Linked DNA regions of Gossypium arboreum: region 1 is linked to region 2. The links are chromatin contacts, called in public Hi-C maps. All regions are on one chromosome and are shown on one strand. Each heading gives the region's core, a stretch centred on a gene start, on an enhancer-like site or on the middle of the called end of the contact. The rest is flanking DNA. Distances are from core to core; before and after follow the strand shown. Region 1 holds the start of LOC108468054 (peptidyl-prolyl cis-trans isomerase CYP18-1). Region 2 holds the start of LOC108477492 (probable calcium-binding protein CML23).

Evidence for each region. Hi-C and Micro-C count contacts between places; a contact is called where the count stands out from the background.
Region 1: a Hi-C map of leaf shows a contact between it and region 2, with 5 times the contacts expected there. The contact joins the promoter of LOC108468054 here to the promoter of LOC108477492 in region 2. A contact is called at or near these places in 2 of 5 Hi-C or Micro-C datasets (both in leaf).

What each region holds. Positions count from the first base shown.
Region 1 is chr8:23,992,760-23,995,841 of ASM2569848v2, forward strand. LOC108468054 (peptidyl-prolyl cis-trans isomerase CYP18-1) reads right to left here and starts at 1,621. Exons shown (of 5, transcript XM_017768907.2): 1 at 1,400-1,621; 2 at 1,244-1,318; 3 at 311-472. The coding sequence starts at 1,402.
Region 2 is chr8:23,848,466-23,851,765 of ASM2569848v2, forward strand. LOC108477492 (probable calcium-binding protein CML23) reads left to right here and starts at 1,466. Exons shown (of 2, transcript XM_017780037.2): 1 at 1,466-2,782; 2 at 3,184-3,300. The coding sequence starts at 2,109. The coding sequence ends at 2,723. It overlaps LOC108479290 (brefeldin A-inhibited guanine nucleotide-exchange protein 2-like), which reads left to right. Exons shown (of 11, transcript XM_017781794.2): 10 at 1-190; 11 at 539-1,394. The coding sequence ends at 1,150.

The DNA.
Region 1 (3,082 bases), core at 371-2,870, 140 kb after region 2:
CATAGCAGCTAGACAAACTCCATGGTAGATAAAGGAAAAGTCGGCTAAGCTAGTTTCCATTTACTCAGCAAGGTTAAAACCTGGACATCAAATGGAGAGTATAGGTTCTCCATTAGAAAGCTAACCAATCTCCTTAATCAGCAGAAGCAGACGAGAAAGAAGAGAGTTTCCACCCTGCGCCCCCCCCCCCCTTCCCTTAATGGGTAAAGGTTGGGTGACAAACTTCTCTCGAAAAACCTCGAAAGATAGCATGAGCCGAAGTTCACGATGTAAAACTTTATTGTTTCACTAACTATTAAACTTAGCATACCTTGAGGGATTCTCTGATCTCGTCATTGAACTTCTTGCCCCATATGCTAGTTCCCCCTTTGCCTGCTCCGGTCGGGTCTCCACCTTGAATCATAAACCCTTTAATATTCCTGTGAAATATAGTCCCATCATAATAACCACTAGCACAGAGTGCCAAGAAGTTCTGCATCCAAATGAAATATTAGTATTATTTACAAGGGAAAAAAAAGTAAGAAACAATAAGTAATTTATAAATCACAACAAAAGCATTTCACTGAAACAGATGCATCACGAAGCTGTGCACCGTATGAGTTTAAAATTTATCCATTTAATTAAAGCAAGCAAGAGTTAAATTTACATTTATACATTGAAAAAGGAAAACATACAAGTATAGGCCATGTTACGTGCTCTCAAGTGTGAGTGTGAGATGCAGGTATGTATCTGATACGGATAAGTTCAATTTTTATCCTGTATTTGAAAGGTCCTTGGAGGATCGTATTCCTAAACTCATGTTCGGATATGTGTTGGACATAGCTCCAAACACGAGTGCTTAAGAAAATAGGAGTCTAAGCAAAATAGTGTACAGGTATATAGCAAAATTATATCTATATATAGTGAGGTAACTTACTAATAAAGACGGAGAAAATCACCCTTCAAGTGTAACAGAAAAATATAAGTCATAATCTCCAAAAAAAACTACATAGAATTCCTCTCCAATTTCACAACTTCAGGGCTAAAGAAGTTAAATTACAAACTTGGGTTTAGGGCACACCAATTGGTACCGACTTTAAGCGGAATTCTAATCATAACGTATACTTTATCATCTTCTGACTATCTTTCTGAACAGCTTGCGGCAGCAGAAGCTTAAGCTAGTATTATTTTCTGATAAATAAAATCAAAGTACTGAAAAGGAAATAAAAGAAGGAAAATAATTGAAGGAAAAGGGGGTCCTAACCTCTGCCGTTTTAGCGACCTCGTCGCAGAAGATCTCGCACTTAATGTCACCAAGATTTGTATGCAAAGTAACCGACTGCAATACCCAAGGCAAGTATCGATTAGTTGTTGGTAACGCATTGTATGTGTTCGATAAAATTACTCAAACAGAACTCACCATGTTATGAATAGGATCAGAAATCGATATCGAAACAAAGGGAGTTTCTTTGGGTTTGAGCAAGTGTCTGGTTTTGAGCTTTCGGGGTTCAAAGGCTTGAGAATTGCCGTGGCTTTTTAAAGATGTTTCTAGACTGCGGTCACCACGACGGCCTGCGCTGCCTTTATATGCTTGAAGTGGGCCAATGTTTTGCACCACAGGCCTAAAATTAATAAATATAATAGTACCAAAAAAGGCTCATTTCTGAAATTATATATGAAAATAGGTTGCTTCAAAAAATAATTATTGGAATAAATTAAAAACACTAAAACGCATTGATATGGACGTGTTTTTAGGGGAAAACGCAGAAAAGCACACCGATGAAGACGTGTTCTTCCTCGTGTTAGGCAAAAGCGTGCTAACGTGGACGAGCTTTAGTAAAAAGCGCTAATGGGACGTGTTTTTCCTCGTGTTTAATTAGGGATTTTGGGTTATTTGTAAATTAGGGCTTAAGTTAGGGTTTGGAGTTTATTTTGGGTTTAAGAAAAAATAATTTATGATTTAGGGTCTAGTGTTTAGGGTTTTATTATTTGATTTTTTTAATTACTAAGTATTGTTTTGGAAGAAATAAATTTGACAAGATGGGATATGAAAAAATAAATTTCACATGATGTGTTCTGAAAAAATTATTTGACGAGATGGATTTTGTTTTTGTTTTTTTGTATAGTCAATAATAGTACAGAAAAAGCTTCCAACTAGACTTTTTTTGTACTAATGATTCTGAAAAAATAAATTTGAGAAGATGGTTCTGAAAAATATCCCAAGATTCTCGAGAAATCTGATAGTTGGGGTTGAAAAACGCTTCAAGCTCAATGCATTGTCAGTAAAAGTACTAAAAAAGCTCTTAACTGGACGCTCTTTTCAACAGTGCTGGTGACAGTGCATCCCACTATTTCTTAGGCTATAAATGACCCAAATTTCATTCTCTTGTTGCATAAATTACAATGAGAGGAATTGAAGAAGTTCAAAAGAATAGAAATTGAAGAAGTTGAAAAGGTATAAGTTGATTTATTGTGTTAATATTTATACGAATCATTATATTTTTGCATAATGTTTTTTGTTTTGAATTTTTTTAGACAGATAATTTTGTTGAAAATGAGTGGACGTATTAGTGTTGTTATTTACTACGGGCGGTGAGGTCCATGACACCAAGGACGGTATTGTATTTTTATTGGAGAACACAGCGTGACTGGTTTTTAACCAGAACATAGAATTGACAGAACTTCGTAAAAGAATTAGGTGTAAAATCTTCGGAACAACGCCAATGAGAGTTTCGTCTATTAAGTATCAATTTTGTGTTTTGACTGATCCCGTGACATATGACTCATTTGATATCAAAGGTGCTCGTGCTTGGAGGCGATGATGCAGACGCACCTCGCTAGTGGATCACCCTATCTTAAGTTATATGTGGAATTTTCAACGTCAAATGAAACACTTGCAACTTCAACATCTACTACTGTTCGAGAGGAATACACGACCCCTACCTGACACTCCATTAGTGGGAGGCAAAACACGGAACCGTCCGTTTTTTGTGATAGGAAGGAATACACGATCCCTGCACGACACTGCGTTAGTGGATGGGACATGCACCTCTGTGGGTTAATGTTCAATGCTGAAAATACTTACTAGGGAATGGCATCAACT
Region 2 (3,300 bases), core at 216-2,715:
TTTTTCATGCGTTGTTAGTGGGGATAATATGGCTGGAACCAATGAGCATGCTTTGAATAGCCAAGGTAATGAGGCTTCTGCTGGTTCTGACACATCTCAGGGCGGTTCAGAGAGCCTGAGAACACAGCATATTTATGCTTCTTTATCAGAAGCAAAATGCCGAGCTGCTGTTCAGCTTTTATTGATTCAGGTAGACTTCTCGTCTTAATATTTAAAAATCATTAGAAACCTTTCCTTGTATCATAGAACATGTAAAGATATTTGAATTTTTATACAGGTTGAGAACTATACTTTTTAATCTAATCACATTGTCAGAATTATGGAACACAGACTTGATTATTAAGACCATTTTTTAAATTGCAAATTTCTAAAAAAAAAACTAGTGCTAACTGTTCATTTTTTTTTCATTTCCTTTTTCATTTATATTTATATTTGCACAAATATCTAACTAGATAATTGGTTTTAATTTTTTTTTAAAGTTTTAAGTGTGCTAACTTTTACTTTTGGTCTGATTTTGCTGTTCTTATTCTACTGACAGGCGATGATGGAAATCTACAACATGTATCGAACTCATCTTTCAGCTAAGAACACCTTAGTCCTCTATGAAGCAATACATGATGTGGCTTCCCATGCTCACAGGATCAACATCGATTCTCTGTTACAATCCAAGCTTCAAGAGTTTGGCCCCATGATCCAAACGCAAGATCCTCCCCTATTGCGTCTTGAGAATGAGGCGTATCAGTTTTGCCTTACACTCTTGCAGAATCTGATACTAGATAGGCCTCCAAGGTACGAGGAGGTTGAAGTAGAGTCCCATCTTGTTGATCTTTGCCAGGAGGTATTACTGTTTTATATAGAAACTGCACGGTCTGGGCAGACTTCTGAAACATCTCCGGAGGAGCAAAGCCAGTGGTTGATTCCTTCAGTTTCTGGGAAACGGAGAGAATTGGCTTCCCGTGCACCACTGATTGTGGCGACTCTCCAGGCCATTTGTAGTTTGGGAGACACCTTGTTCGAGAAGAACTTGGTTCAATTCTTCCCACTTCTTGCGAGCTTGATAAGTTGTGAGCATGGTTCAAATGAGGTCCAGGTAGCTCTTAGCGATATGCTTAGCTCCTCTGTGGGCCCTGTTTTACTGCGATCCTGTTGACCTTGGTAAAATTGGACCGTCGTTTGGATGTGTGATATATTTGCTTTCGTTTACCTCTCATCTTACTCTAAAAGTTTTCACCCTCTCTTTTAGTTTTATAATAATTGTCACCGGTAATATAGTTTCAGTGTATGCAGAGCTCTATTCATAGATATCATCTGGGGAATTTTCTGTTGTATGATAGTTATTATTATTTTCCCTTGAAATGATTTTCAGAACATTACTTTTTTTTTTCTGTAAGAAATTTTCTTATTAAATACGTGAGTTTGACACTTCTCAATTTCTTGATAGACAAGTGATTGAAATTCCGGTTTAGAGTCCTATTATTGTCCATTACTTGGGAACTTAAAATTTCTAGACTATGTTGAGAGCTTGAGATTGGTAAAAGAAAGGCAAGCTTGGGCTTGAGGGGTTAAGTAATGGAGGAAAGCATCAACTACCATGATTTGTCGTTGTATAAAGTGTAAAGAGTTTGGGATAAGAACTCGAAAATGTTGAAACTAGTTGCTTGGCTTCCTTCCAAAAAGCTGAAGGCAAAGCTGCGGCGGCCGCGACATCTAAAAGCCAAACACGAGCATAGTTATGCCGGTCCCCATTCGGTAGCTGCTTGTTTTTTATCAATTCAGCTGGCATCCACCAGACAAAAGAGACTTAATCAACAATATCACTACGTTAAAAAGACTTCGTCAAAATTTTGATTCTCCATTACTACCCTTCTCCCTATCCGTTTCACAAGGTTGAAAATGACGGAGAATATCCCTTCTCAATAGGGGTTATTAGGTCTTTTCCCAAAGGTATTGTCCCCATAAAAATTATTGCTAGTTGACAAATTACTAAGTTTCTTGAAAAGAGCCATAACTTTCCGTTTTCAGCTTTCTACCATCGAAGATTGCAAACAGCCACCATTCCTAGCAAGACAAGTACCATTCTTTTTTACGAGCTTTCCTTTCATTGGATTATGCTAAGTTCTTGGAAAACCTGTTGGATCTCTCTGTTTAAGAGAGTTCAACAGTTCCTTCACGTCGACCGTTGCAAGAGAAGATCAAAGCACCACCGGTTACCATCGAGTTGCGATGTGATAACATCGTCTTTTGCTACCATGGAACTGTCAAATCAGTTTAAACAAGTCTTCAAAGTGATGGACGCAAATGGCGATGGGAAGATATCTTCATTGGAGCTCAGACAGGTGCTTTTATGCCTCGGACATGAAAAATCCACGGCCTCCAAAGCAGCGGAAGGTATGATTAGAGAAATGGATTTCAACGGCGACGGTTTCATCGATTTGGATGAGTTCATGCACGCGGTTGTCAACACCACCAGCGACGGAGCAATTTCTAGCTGCAGCAGCGGCGACGACGATCATTTAATGGACGCTTTTCTCATCTTCGATAAAGATAAAAACGGATTCATCTCGGCCAAAGAATTGCGCAATGTTTTGATTAGCCTAGGGTTCAACAAGTGCAGTCTTAAACAGTGTAAGCGCATGATTAGAGGCGTCGATAAGGATGGAGATGGGTTTGTGGACTTCAAAGAATTTCGATTAATGATGAGCGCCGCAGAACGCAGCAGCTGAAACATGTTGCAGAAAAAGTCAAATAAAACGCGTAATCGTTGAATATTCTCATTTCTCAGGTACTCATAATAATTCTTTTTTATTTTTCCCATATTCTGTCTGTCTAGAACCTTTTATCATTTGAAACTCAGTCTAAATCTCTAATTAAATCATATCCCTTTGACCTAATCCAATTGTTTCCTCGTAACCTTAATATTATTTTCTATCAAATATTATTTCATACCATGCCTAAATTCGTAATCGTATCACTATTCACTCCAATTTTTAAGTTACACTTGTTTCCCACCAAGTTTTATATTTTAGAACGCCTAGTACAATTATGGGAAAGCTGTAGAAAGGTGATGGTCAGATGTTTCTCACAAATGCCGCAAATTTTACTGAATATAGATGCCCATAACTCATTCAGTTGTAAGCTTAATCAACGGTGCTCCTTGTTTCCCTTCCTTTTCTTCTATTCCAGGAAGCTTAATCAACACAAGTATTTGCGGCAATGGGTCCTACCATCATTTCTCCCATGCCATATTACTTTTTCAAATTTTCAAATTTTATTCTTCTATCAAATTTATTAAGTTAAAAT